Regions from separate parts of the Ostrinia nubilalis genome. Here region 2 is linked to region 1. The links are chromatin contacts, called in public Hi-C maps. All regions are on one chromosome and are shown on one strand. The core of a region is the stretch at or near the end of the contact, and the rest is flanking DNA. Distances in the headings are between cores, read along the strand shown. Region 1 holds the start of LOC135081859 (large ribosomal subunit protein bL19m). Region 2 holds the start of LOC135081862.

Region 1 (3,974 bases), core at 1,009-3,508:
TTTGACTCAAGTTTTTGTTCCAACTCTGCCCTCCATTTTTATCTTTAGCTTCATGGACTCATGGCGGCCATAGAAAACTTACTGCGCCATCTAGTGGGTCGTGTGAGGGACAATGCATGCCATGATATTATGAATTTTTACTTTTTATCCAGGAAGATTTCGACCAGAATGTGGTATGATTATTAATAAAATTACAATCTTAGCAATACGTAATTTATTAATTCTACAATATTAATCTAAACAATTTTATCTGTACTGCAAGTTAACCCAGCTGCGGTTTGGGCGCGCTGAAAGTTCGTTTTCTGGACATCTTCTTTCTGCTTAGTTGTAGTTGTTGGAGTTGGTTGTGTACTTCAGCCCATATCTCGCTTTGGTCTTCCATCGGTATTGTTTTCCTAGAAAAATAAAGTACAAATTCAAGCTATAGTAAAAAATTCATCAACTTTATTTTTCACATAAATATTGAAAGGGAAATGAATCTCAATTCTCAATATTGTATTAATGTTTTGTTAAACTTGTTAATACAATAAAGATAAAATCATTTTGAAATTCATAACACTCCCAGCATCCCACCACCCTATCTTTTCATTCATAATCATGTTATTTACACAGTACAATATTTTACCTGTACTGTTTCATCAAGTCATATTTCTCCCACGGAGTCTTCCTCAGTTCCCTACGGACTCTATCTTTCTCCTTCAAATACTCTTCAATGTTTGAGATACCCTTCAGCTCTTGTCTTTCCCATCTCTCTAACCAAGGCCTGGGCTTCAATTTCACCTGAAAAATAATATAAATAAATAATAAGTAGCCAGGTTCATAATAGATTACTATGTGGGTACACCAAGTCCTGGCCAGGAGTAATGTAATACAGCAGTAATAAAATACTACATGCAACTCAACTTTAATCAGCTGTTAGTCAAAGATATTTGTTTACTAAGATGGTAAACAATAGTTTTCTTTAATTGAGAAATCTTTTTTACTCATCACAAAAATAACTGGAACATCTAAGGCCTAAATGTTTCCTAGAAGCCTAGATTCTAGGTATTGCAGTTTGCATACATTTTTTTAAAGTTTAACTCTTCAATACACAATTAGATTTCAATAGCCTATCCAGTATAATATCTTTTTCTTATTTATTTTATTTCTATCAATCATCACATACCTGTACAGGATTAATTGGCACTGGTGTACCCTCAGGCAGTATTTCGGGATCCATGTCGAAAGGAAATGTGCTGTATTCTGGTAGAGCATCTCTCAAATAAAAAAGCTTTTCATCCAGCCTCTTCTCAAGTCTCAACACTTGGATCTTCTGAATAGTAGGATCATAGAGGTCATATCGCACCTAGAAGATAAACAAAGAAAATAAGATATCTGGTATGAAATAAATAAATCCCTGGTAAAAGACACATTACCATTCTAGGGCTAATTTATTTATTTATATTAGGAAAACAATCAATTTTCATATACACACAGAATATAGGACAGAAATCAGCAAACTTCCACAGTTAAAATGAATACAGAGTGCAGACTAACAATTAATTATGAAGTAATAAACTAAATAATGAAGAAGTAATAAATTAACTAAGTAAATTTATTCTTGCTAGAATTCTCATTATTTTATTTTCAATATTTCATTTATTTAGTTTACCTCCACTCCCTGATGATCGACAACATTCCGCAGAGTGAAGTCAGCGCGCAGACCACATCCTTTGCGTTCAATACAGATTCCTACAAATCTGTTGGTCTTGCTCTGAGCATGAGGGTCAGATATGGTGACTGCTAGGATTGAACCTAGAAACGTGGTAACACTCATGTTAGTTAAATCACGAATTATTTTATCTCTGAGCACAGATTTGTAAGCAATTCAACAATGTAGACTTACCAACATAAAATTCAGGAATATCGATTTGACTCCTCCGTTTCAGCATGTCAGCTCTCTCCAGCTTCTCACGCAAGCTGTTTCTCCAATTAGGGTTAGGATCAGGAAGAAATTCAGGGTAAATGTGTCTGGATTCGAGAACTGCTTCATTTGGAATTTGCCTGCGATTGGCTGGTCGTCGGACTTCTACTTCTTGAGGAGCCTCCGCCTTTTCTGGTAGTGTGGATAATAAACGGCAATCTGGAATAAATAAAAGCGTAAATGACTGAATAACTCCGATATAAAAGACAATAATATTCTGCGATAAATACTAACCTCTCCAAAACCATTTTGTGGCGCACAATAAATCACTGGTTCTTCTTATTGCTAACGCCATTGCGAATAAGATAATTCAGTATATCTTATCAGTTAATTTCGATTTAAATTCGCATTTTACGAAATAATTTTACAAACACGATCTCCTCACGGGAAAGTAAGTTGACACTTGTTTTTTTAAATTGCAATTTGCTTGCTTGCAAACTTTTGCAAAGAAATATTTTTTTTCATTCCCCCAAGTAAAAAATTAAAAGCATAGGTACATATTGCATGTACGTACACTGTACAGTAACCAGTCCCTTTGCTATTTTTATCTTTACAGTTTTTATAAGACATAAATGTCATTAACGTCAAAAAAGTGATATCGATTTTGTTTACGGTACATTTTACTGTTTCTCTCAATTTTATATAAAAATCTGCAACTGAGAATGTCGTCGATAATGCAGAAGTGTGGTGATGATAATATTCCACTGGCCGATGATGATCCACAAGTGATTATTACTGATGACGTCGAAAACAATCGATTAGATCATGGTCGTTCCATGGACTCATTACCCAGTTCCTATACAGGAGGATCTTCTAGCCCTGGCCTGAATGGTCCTCCGAGCTTCGAGCCTGATTCGGGCATCGATGAGCAAGAGGAGAAGGCCCGATTGATATCACAAGTGTTGGAGCTTCAGAACACTTTGGACGGTAAGTTGCATTTACTCTACCTAGATCTCAATTTTAACATTCTTTGTTTTGTTATTAGACTTCCGACAGTTATTGTAACGATGATTCACACATATAGTTACTACTTCATACTTGCAAATCATTTTAAAAACAGTTTGTTTCTATTTTCAGATCTGTCTCAAAGAGTGGACTCTGTCAAAGAAGAAAACCTGAAATTACGTTCGGAAAACCAAGTTCTTGGACAGTATATAGAAAATTTAATGTCTGCCTCTTCAGTATTCCAATCTACAACTCCTAATGTGCATAAGAAATAGAATTAATTACTGTTCATTATGTAAAGCAAGCAAGATGTAATTGGTGTTCGACATTGCAGAAAATGCAGATGCTATGAAACTTTGAAAGAGGCTTAGCTTTAATTCCCATGTTATTTTGTACAAGCATTTTTAAACTTATTGTTACAGCATTTAATCCTGGACCAATCTATTTCAATAATTTGCTTGTTGCAATCAATGAATCTGTTTCAATACTTTCACAGCTGTTTGTTCATTATATTGTTATGTTGATATCAATTTATGCATTAATTACATGGTACTGTTTGTATTTGTAAGGTTAATTAATATAATTCACATCAAAAGAAACATTGTACATAGGTTGTTTCATGATTTAACTTTGCACATTGCAATTTAATAAGGTGTGCACACTCTTGAGGCTTTTTTTATTGGTCCACTTTGGCCAGTGCCCTGAATGCATATTGTGAGTATTTTAGAATATAATTATCACTCATTAAGTTGTGGATCAAATTAGAGATTTAAACTGCATATTTTGATGTTTTGTTGAGTTACTGAGGCCCTATTAAGAAATTAGACTCAAATTATTTCAAATATTAAAATTCCACCTGGAACCTGGAAATCCTGCATGCTTGGATTGGAAAGTTGCAAATTAGCAAAATATGTGTCATAAGGTACTTATTCAGTAATCCTTTCATAAATTAGCAATAGCAACTCAGTTTATATTTGATATCATGTATTTTTTTTTATAAAAGTTTTGCTCTACTTTCCATATTAGTGCAATCATTCTGTAAATAGAATATTATTATGGGGCAGTG
Region 2 (3,974 bases), core at 558-3,057, 170 kb before region 1:
TTATCGATTTCTTGAAATAAATTCTAAACAAAACTATTTATTACTGCTTACCAACAGTGTCGGAGCCATCTCCGTCCCTATGCTGCTGTTCAGGACTCAGCAGCAGGCGGAGACCCTCCCACTTCACGTTCAGATGTTCCATGCGCCATGTTACCTTAAAAAATACATTACAATATTATTATTTACCAGACATCGTGGCAGGACATCGATTTCACAAATTATTCGGTGATAACGGAATCTTTGGAATTTAATTTGAAATGAAAATCTCATATTTCTATTGTTTTAGCATAATAAGACCGCCGTGAAACGAGCACTATAAGGGAACAATAAGGGTTCACGATCTTCAGACAGTTCAGACCCTCGAAGACTCATTCATTACGGTAATGAATGAGTCTCGTTGAGGACATTACCTCTAATAGAATTAATAACTTCGAACCAATGCAATTATATTGTTATTTAATTTAACTAGAGTTATTACCTCCGCGCTTGCTTCTGGTATCCTCTCCAAGATGGCGGTGGCTTGCTCCATGAACTTAGCTCGTCGGGGCTCTACTGACACCAACTCCGACATCCGACTCTGAAAAAGGGAGTAATTGAATTAGTTAAATTCCGCTTACAAACTTAAACTGCAGAAAAAGTTTCTGGCGATGGATACCATAGACAGATATACATAGCATCAGATGATTAGTGTTTATGAATATCGGAGTTTACCAGCATATTTACTCTAGAAGAGAAAGGAGCACTATATGCTAACCTGCTCGATTGTAGGTGTATTGGCTTTGAGCCTCTTCAATTGTATCATAACAATAACTAATTAGCCAATAATCATGACAACATCAGGGTTTCTCTAGCTCTTGCTGCTTTGTTGGTTCTCCCACTTCTAGGGTGTCCAGTGGTGTCGCGTTCTTAAATGTATAGACAAGGTGGCTTCCTCATCTTCTGGCTGGAACGGTTCCCAGGACTAGAAAAAAATGCTGATCATCTCTTACTTTTCTTACCGGTTTCGTTTCTCGTGGTGTTGCTTCCTACTGGTTTCTAGCGTGTCCTTAGAGGTCCCATTTTTAATGACTCTGGACTCACCATTCTGAGCTTCCTGCTGGACAAGTTCTCGGGACTAGAGTAGATCTCCTCCTGCACGTGCGTGAGCCACTGGCACAGCTCGCCGAACTCCGCGAGCAGCTGCGACAGCGACCACTGCTGGTTGAACCCTGAGGCTATAACCATTACCAGAGACCACCCAATTAAGCCAGAAAGAAGAATATTTGCAGAAGGAGCTGCTTTATCACCTGACGAAAACTTTTGGTTCTACCTGACGATGGACATGATTGGATGGCTTCACAAAGCATCTTTTGACACCAGGGTTTCTGGCCCATACGCAATAAGAAGAAGAAGCACTCAAAGACGAGCCTGCTCGTTCTTTTCCTGATTGACTGTTTTCTAGCGTCTTAGAAGTCTCTTTCTAAGAACTAATGAGACCATAAGGAATCTCTTATATACTCACCATCCTTAGCTTACTGCTGGACTATATACCAAAGCTAGAATAGATCGTCTCCTGTTTTCCTACTGGTTTCTACCGTGTCTTCAGGGGTCCCAGACTTAATCTAGCTGGAATTCCATGTACACTCACCATTCTGAGCTTCCTGCTGGACAGGTTCTCGGGACTAGAGTAGATCTCCTCCTGCACGTGCGTGAGCCACTGGCACAGCTCGCCGAACTCCGCGAGCAGTTGCGACAGCGACCACTGCTGGTTGAACCCTGACGCTTCTACCAGACTAGTATTATCAGACCATCTAAAGAAAAAACTCATATGCCACCTGACGATAGATGATTTGATGGCTAGGCACAGCGTCCTCTAACATCAGGGTTTCTCCAGCCCATACACAAGAGGAAAAAGAAGCACTTAAAGACTTAGCTTCCACTTTCGATGCTATAATCGTGTCTCTAGTCATCAGAAGAATAAAACCAGCTGGAATTCCGTGTTCACTTACCATCCTCAGCTTCCTTCTGGATCAATTTCTAGAACTAGAATGGATCTTCTCCTAGCGTTCTTAGAGTTTTCTGGAGCATCTACATAGGTTCCTTTCCTAAAGCAGGTAGAAGTTTTTGTTCTCACCATTCTAAGCTTCCTGCTGGACAGGTTCTCGGGACTAGAGTAGATCTCCTCCTGCACGTGCGTGAGCCACTGGCACAGCTCGCCGAACTCCGCGAGCAGCTGCGACAGCGACCACTGCCGGTTGAATCCTGACGTCGGGTTCAGCAGCCGCGGCCCGTGGTGTAAAGCTGACGAATTGTGTGATAGCAATTCGCCGTTTGCTTCCTGGAAACAAGAGCGAGACCTCATTATTTAATACTTAGTTGCATATAAATCTGATATCTTAATAGTATCTAGAGATGTATTTTGGATTAATATGATTGAAGAATTCACACACAAAACAGGCATGTTCCTTTCTTTTTCTTTTATGCGTGACAAGGCAGATATTTGACCGCAATCGCACCTGGTGCCTAGTGCCTGATCTTAATCAATGAGCAGAAATGATCCTTTTCAAGGCGAAAGTGAATAGGCACTTACAGGGCAGATGTACCATCCTAGACAGCATCTCTCTTAAGAGATGCATAGATTTCGTTACCATTTATGCAATTAAAATATTAAAATTTTATTTAAATCTCTTTTTTTACTGAAATAAATGTAAATGCTCCATGGACAGACTTTTTACTTCGGCAGTCAGAGATACGAAAATGTATATTTTGAAGTCAAATAGGTGACTAATTTAGATAAAATGAAGGTGGTTTAAGGACAAATCAACTTGGGCAAAGTGGCAGGCAGAAAAATAAGCGGTTGCTAAGGATACAGTTAGAGAATATCTATTTTCAGGAGTGGACCGTGAAGACTCACCTTGAAAGTAATTGTGGTCTAGGAAAACAGTCACAAAAGGCGGTTGCTATGGAATGGACATTATGGATATTTTCATGATAGAGATCAATAAGTGGTCAAATTGTTTTAGCTTTTGAGGCGTGAAATCGTAACCACCTGACACCGAAACAAAGCCACATAACCTTATTGTCGAGCAGTAAGACCTACCTGAAAGGGCTATGCTCTGCGTTTCTTTACGAAATCGAATCAGAAATGAGGAGATCCGAAAACGAACTAAAGTCGCTGACATAGCCCGACGGATTAGCAAGCTGAAGTGGCAATGGGCAGGGCGCTTAGTACGCAGAACTGACTGCCGATGGGGCAGCAAGGTTCTGGGTGGAGGCCATGTACCGGAAAATGCAGCGACGTGACGACCTCATAAGGCAGCAGGAAGACCGTGCAGGCCTATACCAATCGGGCGATGTGGAAATCATTGGGGGAGGACCATGTTCAGCAGTAAACGTCCTGTGGCTGAAATGATGATGAAGAGCTACCTTAGCAGTAAGGGCTACCTTGCAGATGTCATCTGCCGCCGCTCGCCACCTAGCCGCCTATCTAATGAGAGCCTTATTGCCAAGCAGTAAGAGCTACCTTGCAGGTGTCGATGATCTGGTTGTCCATGATGTAGTCGTAGTGGTGCTGCAGTAACGGCCACAGGTCGTCTCCGGCGCTGCCGCCGCTCGCTGCGGAGCCCCAGCTCCGGCGCCACGCTTCGCGGCATGGCTCCTTTCTGGAATGAATTAAAATAAACATACATTTCTACACTTGAAGAAATTTTGGTCGAGTAAAGAAGAAGAAGATACAAATAAAAAGAAATAAGTGTAAGGACCCAGGTTGTGACCGCAGCATAAAATTTGGTCTGTCACAGAAAGACCCTTTCAAAAACCGGGATGCAATCAGTCTATCCTTTGTTATGTCGGCCGTTTGGTGTAGTGGTTTCGGGACGGACTACCTACTATGCCGAGAGGTCCCGGGTTCGATTCCCTGCCGGGCAGAAATTGAAATGATGAATTTTAATTTCTGTGTCGGGTCTGGGTGTTACTATGTATAATATGTATGTATT

The links. Hi-C and Micro-C count contacts between places; a contact is called where the count stands out from the background.
Region 2: a Hi-C map of whole larva shows a contact between it and region 1, with 7 times the contacts expected there. The contact joins the promoter of LOC135081862 here to the promoter of LOC135081859 in region 1. A contact is called at or near these places in 2 of 5 Hi-C or Micro-C datasets (whole body and whole larva).

The regions. Positions count from the first base shown.
Region 1 is chr20:4,619,159-4,623,132 of ilOstNubi1.1, reverse strand. It overlaps LOC135081859 (large ribosomal subunit protein bL19m), which reads right to left and starts at 2,258. Exons shown (of 6, transcript XM_063976642.1): 1 at 2,198-2,258; 2 at 1,886-2,122; 3 at 1,652-1,794; 4 at 1,166-1,345; 5 at 626-780; 6 at 200-395. The coding sequence starts at 2,258. The coding sequence ends at 263. LOC135081500 (short coiled-coil protein homolog) reads left to right here and starts at 2,527. Exons shown (of 2, transcript XM_063976215.1): 1 at 2,527-2,890; 2 at 3,041-3,974. The coding sequence starts at 2,626. The coding sequence ends at 3,183.
Region 2 is chr20:4,788,724-4,792,697 of ilOstNubi1.1, reverse strand. LOC135081862 reads right to left here and starts at 1,807. Exons shown (of 12, transcript XM_063976645.1): 1 at 1,628-1,807; 2 at 1,081-1,305; 3 at 479-577; 4 at 52-154. The coding sequence starts at 1,807. It overlaps LOC135081860, which reads right to left. Exons shown (of 3, transcript XM_063976643.1): 2 at 3,503-3,641; 3 at 1,994-2,317. The coding sequence starts at 3,532. The coding sequence ends at 1,994.